2 separate regions of the Mus musculus genome follow, and region 1 is linked to region 2. Evidence: chromatin contacts called from public HiChIP or PLAC-seq data. All regions are on one chromosome and are shown on one strand. The core of a region is the stretch at or near the end of the contact, and the rest is flanking DNA. Distances in the headings are between cores, read along the strand shown.

Region 1 (3,098 bases), core at 597-3,096, 110 kb before region 2:
AAACAGGGTCTCTCACTGAACCTGGAACTCGAAGTTTTCCAGCTAAGCTGGAGGCCAGCAGGCCCCGGTGCTCCCCCAGTCTCTAACCCCTTCTTCCAGTGGCAGGATTCGTTTCCTTTGGCCACACTTGACTTTTTACACAGATGCCCATGTTCTGGACTCAGGTCCTCATGCTCACACAGCAAGAGCTCCGAGACACTGCCCAACCCATGGTTTTGATGACTTTTGTAAAATCAATCTCTGCGGTTTTTACCAATTTGTACTCCCAAGGGCAAATTTTGAGAAAATCTGACACATGAATATTTTCACTCTATACTTTGTGTCAGAAAGGTTGACACTGTGACTACAGAAAGCCAGTTCATGGAAATGGTTCCTGTTGGCCTGGTTGCCAGGTCAGACTGAAGCCAGGGGCAGCTAGATCAAGTCTCTCATGAAGTTATATGAAGCTGTTAACTTTATTGATGGAAGCTCATTAAATAATCTCGATAGTTTGGAACATTATATTTCCTATATTTCCAGTCTTTCTATAGAGCTGAAATGTGAACTCTAACCCCCATGATGATATCCAAAATAAATATGCTGCTTTATAACCTGTTTCTAAATTAGATCTTTTATTGATTCTTTGTGAATTTCACATTATACACCCCAATCCCACACATTTCCCTGTCCCCTCATACCTACCTCAAACACATATTTGTTGATAGACTAGTTTCTTTTCTTGGAGGCTGGTGCTGAGGAATTGAGTCCACATGTTTAACCACTGAACTACTACACACATAGTCCTTGCATGGTTTTTGTTTTCTGTTTTAAAATATCTTATGTACAGGATGGAGAGATGGCTCAGTATTTAAGAGTCTGTACTGATCTTGCAGAGAACCTGAGTTCACGTCCTAGCATATAGGTTGGGAAGCTCTAACAGCCCATAACTCTAGTTTCAGGGGTAATTTGTGGCTTCTAGCTTCTAAGGGTTCTATGTGTTCACAAACACATACACACATGCACGCATACATACATAATTTAAAACAACAAAATAAAAAATTTAAATCTTACTATACACATGTGTATATGTATATGGGGTGGGGCAGGCACATGAGTGTCACAGCATGTGTGTGGAGGTCATAGGACGACTTGTGGGAGTGGAGTCTCCTTTTTTATTTTACCCTGTGTGTTCTGGGGATCAAACTCAGGTGGTCAGGTTTGGTAGCAAGCACTTTACCCACTGAGCGGTTTCATGGGCCCCTACATGTATCTTAAATGTAAATGGCATGTTGAATTTGGAGCCTGTTTTCTTAGAAATACTTGAAAAGTCAAAAGTGAACAAGAGCACTAAATCGTCTATCAGATTCCGCCAGCATGTTTCCCATGTCTTCAGGCCCAGTTCTCTACTTGGTAGCCGTGATTTTTCTCTCTAATAGGGTTTGGAACTCTGAATGGCTCTTGAGTCCTAGCCTGCGTGATCAAAATGAATGACAATACCCTACTATCATAGCTGAGTCCTGCTTTAATCATTCTTGCAGAACCTCTTCACATTCCAAGACAATGCAAAATGCAGATAGAAACAGCAGAGTTAATGTTTAATCCTCCAGTGTGCGCATTCTTTTGTTTGTATTAAGCTCTATGGACCCTATCAGCAAAGGAGATTCAGTAACACGCACACTGGAAGAACTGAACATTACCAACAAACAACTGCGTGGTGCTTGAAGCAAAGGCATGACGAGTATTCTTGTACGGAATCTTTTACCCACCCATTTACTTAGCACAGTAAATGGTCATATGTCCATCTCTGCAGCTTGTGGGAGAGGAACAGAACTTACTTGTGCACCTCAGCAAGCCTAAAAGAGGCGTATTCCCCTCCCCCACTCTTTGCAAAGTCCATGGTCACAGGACTCTTGAAAAGCCTCCCAGCAGCAGATAGTGTTATTTATTTATTCATCTGGAAAATAACCAGAGCCCATTTTTCATGAATGATTTGCTCCCCCCCCCACCCCCCGCGATGTTTCTGAAAATAGACAGTTCAATATATTAGTCGTGTAATCCTAGGACTGCACAAGATACATTGTTAAGGGTCCTCTCAACAGAATATTCCGCATCTGTATTTAATAACACCAGGAATAGATAGTCTTCCTTCATATCTTATATGCAAGTTGGTATTATTATTATTATTATTTTGCCAGTAGTTGGAGATGAAGTCCAAGCTATTGAGCTCTGTCACTGACCTCCACCTCAAGCCTTTGTTTTTATTTTTCTCGGGGACAAGGTCCCACAATATACCTTGAATCCACACATCCACTTGCCTCTGCACCCCAAGTACTGGGATCACAGGTGTAGGCCACACCACACCCAACACTTGATCTCATTTCTTCTTCCTTGTGTGTGTTTTCTCCTTTTCCCAATACCAGTGGCCAATGACTCTCTAGTACCCAGGCTTACATTGCTAGGGCAGGCCTGAGGTTGGCAGTAAAAATTAAGTGCCTGTGTGTGCTCCTTAAAATGCAGTCCCAGGAGAGCTTGACAGTCTACATTTCTAATACACTAGAGGTGATGGATGCTTTGCTGTTCATCTGAGGACCACATGTTGATGGCAAGGGTGCCTACCCTATAAACTCAGAGAGGATAAAACATTTACAGCCCTGACTCAAAGTGCAAAAGCAATAAGGAAAAATATTTGATAAACTTGGTTGCAGTAAAATAACCCATTGCATGCAGAAATGTCTGCAATAGGACAAAAAGAAAAGGAGAAACATAGTCCCAGCTTGTATCATGAAGGGTTACCATCCCCAGTACATGAGAGGCTTTTGAAAATGGAAAAGACTAATCATCCCAGGAAAGGGTCTAATGGTAGGAGAAATAAGTTGAAGCAAAAGAAATGCAAATGGTTCTGAGCCTTGTAGAAAGTCTTCAATCTTATTCACAGTAAAAGAAATGCAAATTCAAGCTTCATTGAGACGTCTCTTTCTTACCAAGTTAAAAGACTCCAAAAGTTTCACAACTTTCCCTATTGGTATTTCCTTTTCTTAGGAATTTATTTCAAGGGTGCATTATGAAAACATAAAAACACAAATCTACATATTCCAGCATTCAGCATAGAAACAAAACCC
Region 2 (3,124 bases), core at 552-3,051:
GGCAAGCATTTTGTCACTGAATTCCATTCCCAGCACCAATAATTCCACAGCATCGTCTCACTTTAATCTGTATCCAAAGGTCCTTAACGATAAGAAAGACATACTTAAGACCTAAGCAAGGATCCTACATTCCACTTGGTTACCAGGGCCCTGAAGTTTGTGTTATTCACTAACAGCCTTATCCCCACCTTACTTCCGTGCTATTGACTTATTGAAAATGCAGACTGGCCGGGTGGTGGTGGTGCACGCCTTTAATCCCAGCACTTGGGAGGCAGAGGCAGGCAGATTTCTGAGTTCGAGGCCAGCCTGGTCTACAAAGTGAGTTCCAGGACAGCCAGGGCTACACAGAGAAACCCTGTCTCAAAAAACCAAAACCAAACCAAACCAAAACAAAACAAAACAAAAAAAAAGAAGAAGAAAAGAAAAGGAAAGGAAAAAAAAAAGAAAGAAAATGCAGGCTGATCCTTGACACTGGCTGATTGCTTCTGCAGGCAGTCACTCCACTCATCTGCTCTTTTAGACACAGAAACTTATTGACGCTTTGTTATAGGTGGGATTATTTAATAGGCACTGTAATGTACTTTGGGTCACGCCACAGCAAGAGATGGATAGCGTGTGTGTCATCTCAAGGTACCACGAGCCTGGTTCATTTATTAGAAAGTTTCCAGGCCTGATTTTACTTAATGCTTTCTTTATTCATTAGTGTCCACTAATGAGCATCGCTGAAACCCATTACTTTCATCTTTTCTTTTCTTATATATTTATTTTTACGTGCATTGGTCTTTTGCCTGCCTGTGTGTGTGAAGGTGTTGGATCCCCGGAACTGGAGTTACAGACAGCTGTGAGCCGCCATGTGGGTGCTGGGAATTAAACTGGGGTCCTCTGGAAGAGCAGCCACTGCTCTTAACTGCCAAGCTGTCTCTCCAGCTCTGCATCTTTTGTTTTCTTGCACAGACTTCTCTTTGTAGCTCAGGCTAGCCTAGGATTCATGATCCTACTGCCTCTGCTTCCTGAGTGCTGGGATTGCGGGTGCTGGCTAGCATGAGAAAGTCCCCGGGGCTCATTTATTCTGCATGCACATGAATTATTGACAAATGAAACAATACAAGGCCTAGCATTTGCTGTGAAATGGTGAAGACAGGTAAGCAGGAGTGTGGGACTGGCTCTGGGATAAGAACTGGTGACCCTAGACATTGGCTATTAAAACTCATTATATGACTCCTTTTGTTGTTATATTGCTTTTTTTTTTTAAATATGTGTATGTTTGTGTCTTTGTGAGAGTATGTGCACTTGAGTTCAGGTCCTCTCTGAGGCTGCAGTCCTCAGATGACGCCGGAGCTGCCTGACATAAGTGTTGCAAACCAAACTTAACCATCGCGGAGCCATCTCTTCAGTCTGCTTGTTTTGTTTTTCTGAGCCTGTCTCATTTAGCCCGGGTGTCTCGAACTCATTATGTAGCTGAGGATGGCCTTGAACATGGGTCTGATCCAGGTATGTGCTACCATGCCAAGTTTGCCACCCACTCCCCTCCGCGTCCTGGTGTTTGAAAAGCTTTGTTTGAAGTCTTTCTGAAGGGGCAGCGGGTATTGGATGTTTTCCTTTCGTCCTCTAGATCTACTTTCTGCCGTTCCCTACCATGCCCTGTACCAGCGAGGCTGGCCCCCATGAACAGAATCAGTGGGCTCCAGTGCCCTCTGTTGGGTTTGAGAACTGGGCTGGAAACAAGGAGTCTGAGGCCCTGCACTGTAGTTTTCCAAGGCCTCTTGCTGAGAGTCCTGGGAACCGCCCGCCTGAGGCAGCCAACCACTGCTTTAGCTACAGCAGCGCCGCTCCCACGCTGCTACCGCCTCTTGCCACGCGGGGCTGCCCTAGCCGAGTGACTTCCCTATGTCCTGCCACACTTTCGGGAACAATCCTTCATTAAATTCTTAAATTGCCCAGGTGGAGTGTGTCATCTGTTTCTTGCTGGGTCCTGTCTGCTACCAGAAGGCGATTAGCAGCAAAAGGACCAGATCAAGGCCAAGAGCCCCGAAAGAGGCAGGGGGAGGAGGTACTGAAGAGCGAGGAATGGCTACGGGGGACAGAGGTGATAAGCGAAGTATGTGATGGGGTCGGTGTCTCAAACAACCCTAGTGAACAGAGTAAACAGCTCTGTTAGCGCTGATGTATCTATCCCTTTGGAATCCCCGGCCTGCTGGAGGGGGCGCAGACCTGCAAGACAGGCTCCGCTAGGTTCTTTGAATGCCCGGCTTTCCCAGATGCTTGGGGTCTGGCAGTTAGCCAGTGCCTCCGAATCTTCCCTCCTGGGGGTGACCTTCAGCTGCCATCAGGGGCCCTGGGGGCGCAACAGGAGAGCCTTGGTGACCTCTGGGGAAAAAAGCAGCCCCTAAATCCTGTCCAGCTCTCTTGGGGTGGGAAAGTTAAGGGGTGACTCCTCTAAAAGCTAGTGACGCCCCTGCAAAATCCGTAGGACGGCTGGGGTGGGAGGAGGTTGGGCACCAGGCTTGGTACTCCAGTTAATACTGGGAAGAAGTGCTAGAACGATCTCTTGGTTTCTGAGCTCTACTGCTCCACAGCCTCTTTAAATGTTTTCATTTAAAACACATTCATTGGAGGCTGGAGAGATGGCTCAGCAGTTGAGAGTGTGTCCTGCTCTGGCAGAGGACCTGAGTTCAGTTCCAAACACCCTGATCACGTTGCTCACAACTGTCAGTAAGTCCAGCCCAGGGAGATACGATGTGGCTGTACAAACACACATGCACATGGTTTTAAAAACCCTTAGAAATAAATACATGTAAACAATAGTTTATATAATTGATAGTTCAATGTGATTCAAAAACAAAATATATAGGGGAGGAAGCCACAGCTCAGTTAACGGAGCACTTACTTAGCAGCCCAAAGCACAGACCCAGTGTGATAACTCAGGCCTTTAGTCCTAAGCACTTAGGACGCTCATGAGTTCAAGGTCATCTTCAGCTACACGGTTTGAGGCTGGCCTGGAATACAGTAGACTCTAGCCCAAAAATAAAAGTAAAATAAACTAAAAATGTATCCACAAACACTAGTGAGAGGCTCTGTCCCTCATCTTCTCTAGTCCCCATTCTCTCCAGGCAGGCAGCCATTG

What was found. HiChIP or PLAC-seq counts read pairs in DNA pulled down with a chosen protein or histone mark.
Region 1: an H3K27ac HiChIP or PLAC-seq map of extraembryonic endoderm stem cells shows a contact between it and region 2, with 3 times the contacts expected there. The contact joins two enhancer-like sites. A contact is called at or near these places in 1 of 15 datasets of contacts at CTCF or cohesin (embryonic stem cells), 16 of 484 Hi-C or Micro-C datasets (the AML12 cell line, cerebral cortex, embryonic fibroblasts and 6 more), 9 of 115 datasets of contacts at active chromatin or transcription factors (embryonic stem cells, extraembryonic endoderm stem cells and trophoblast stem cells) and 1 of 9 other capture datasets (embryonic stem cells).

The regions. Positions count from the first base shown.
Region 1 is chrX:13,024,234-13,027,331 of GRCm38.p6, reverse strand. No RefSeq gene overlaps it. Among named protein-coding and RNA genes, the nearest start is that of 5730405O15Rik, 16 kb to the left of the region's middle. Within about 2 kb of position 1,846, at least 10 of the 459 cell types and tissues checked have an H3K27ac peak or open chromatin away from gene starts, as enhancers often do. A contact at or near this core is called in extraembryonic endoderm stem cells, where this site is marked.
Region 2 is chrX:12,915,993-12,919,116 of GRCm38.p6, reverse strand. No RefSeq gene overlaps it. Among named protein-coding and RNA genes, the nearest start is that of AA414768, 19 kb to the left of the region's middle. Within about 2 kb of position 1,801, at least 38 of the 459 cell types and tissues checked have an H3K27ac peak or open chromatin away from gene starts, as enhancers often do. A contact at or near this core is called in extraembryonic endoderm stem cells, where this site is marked.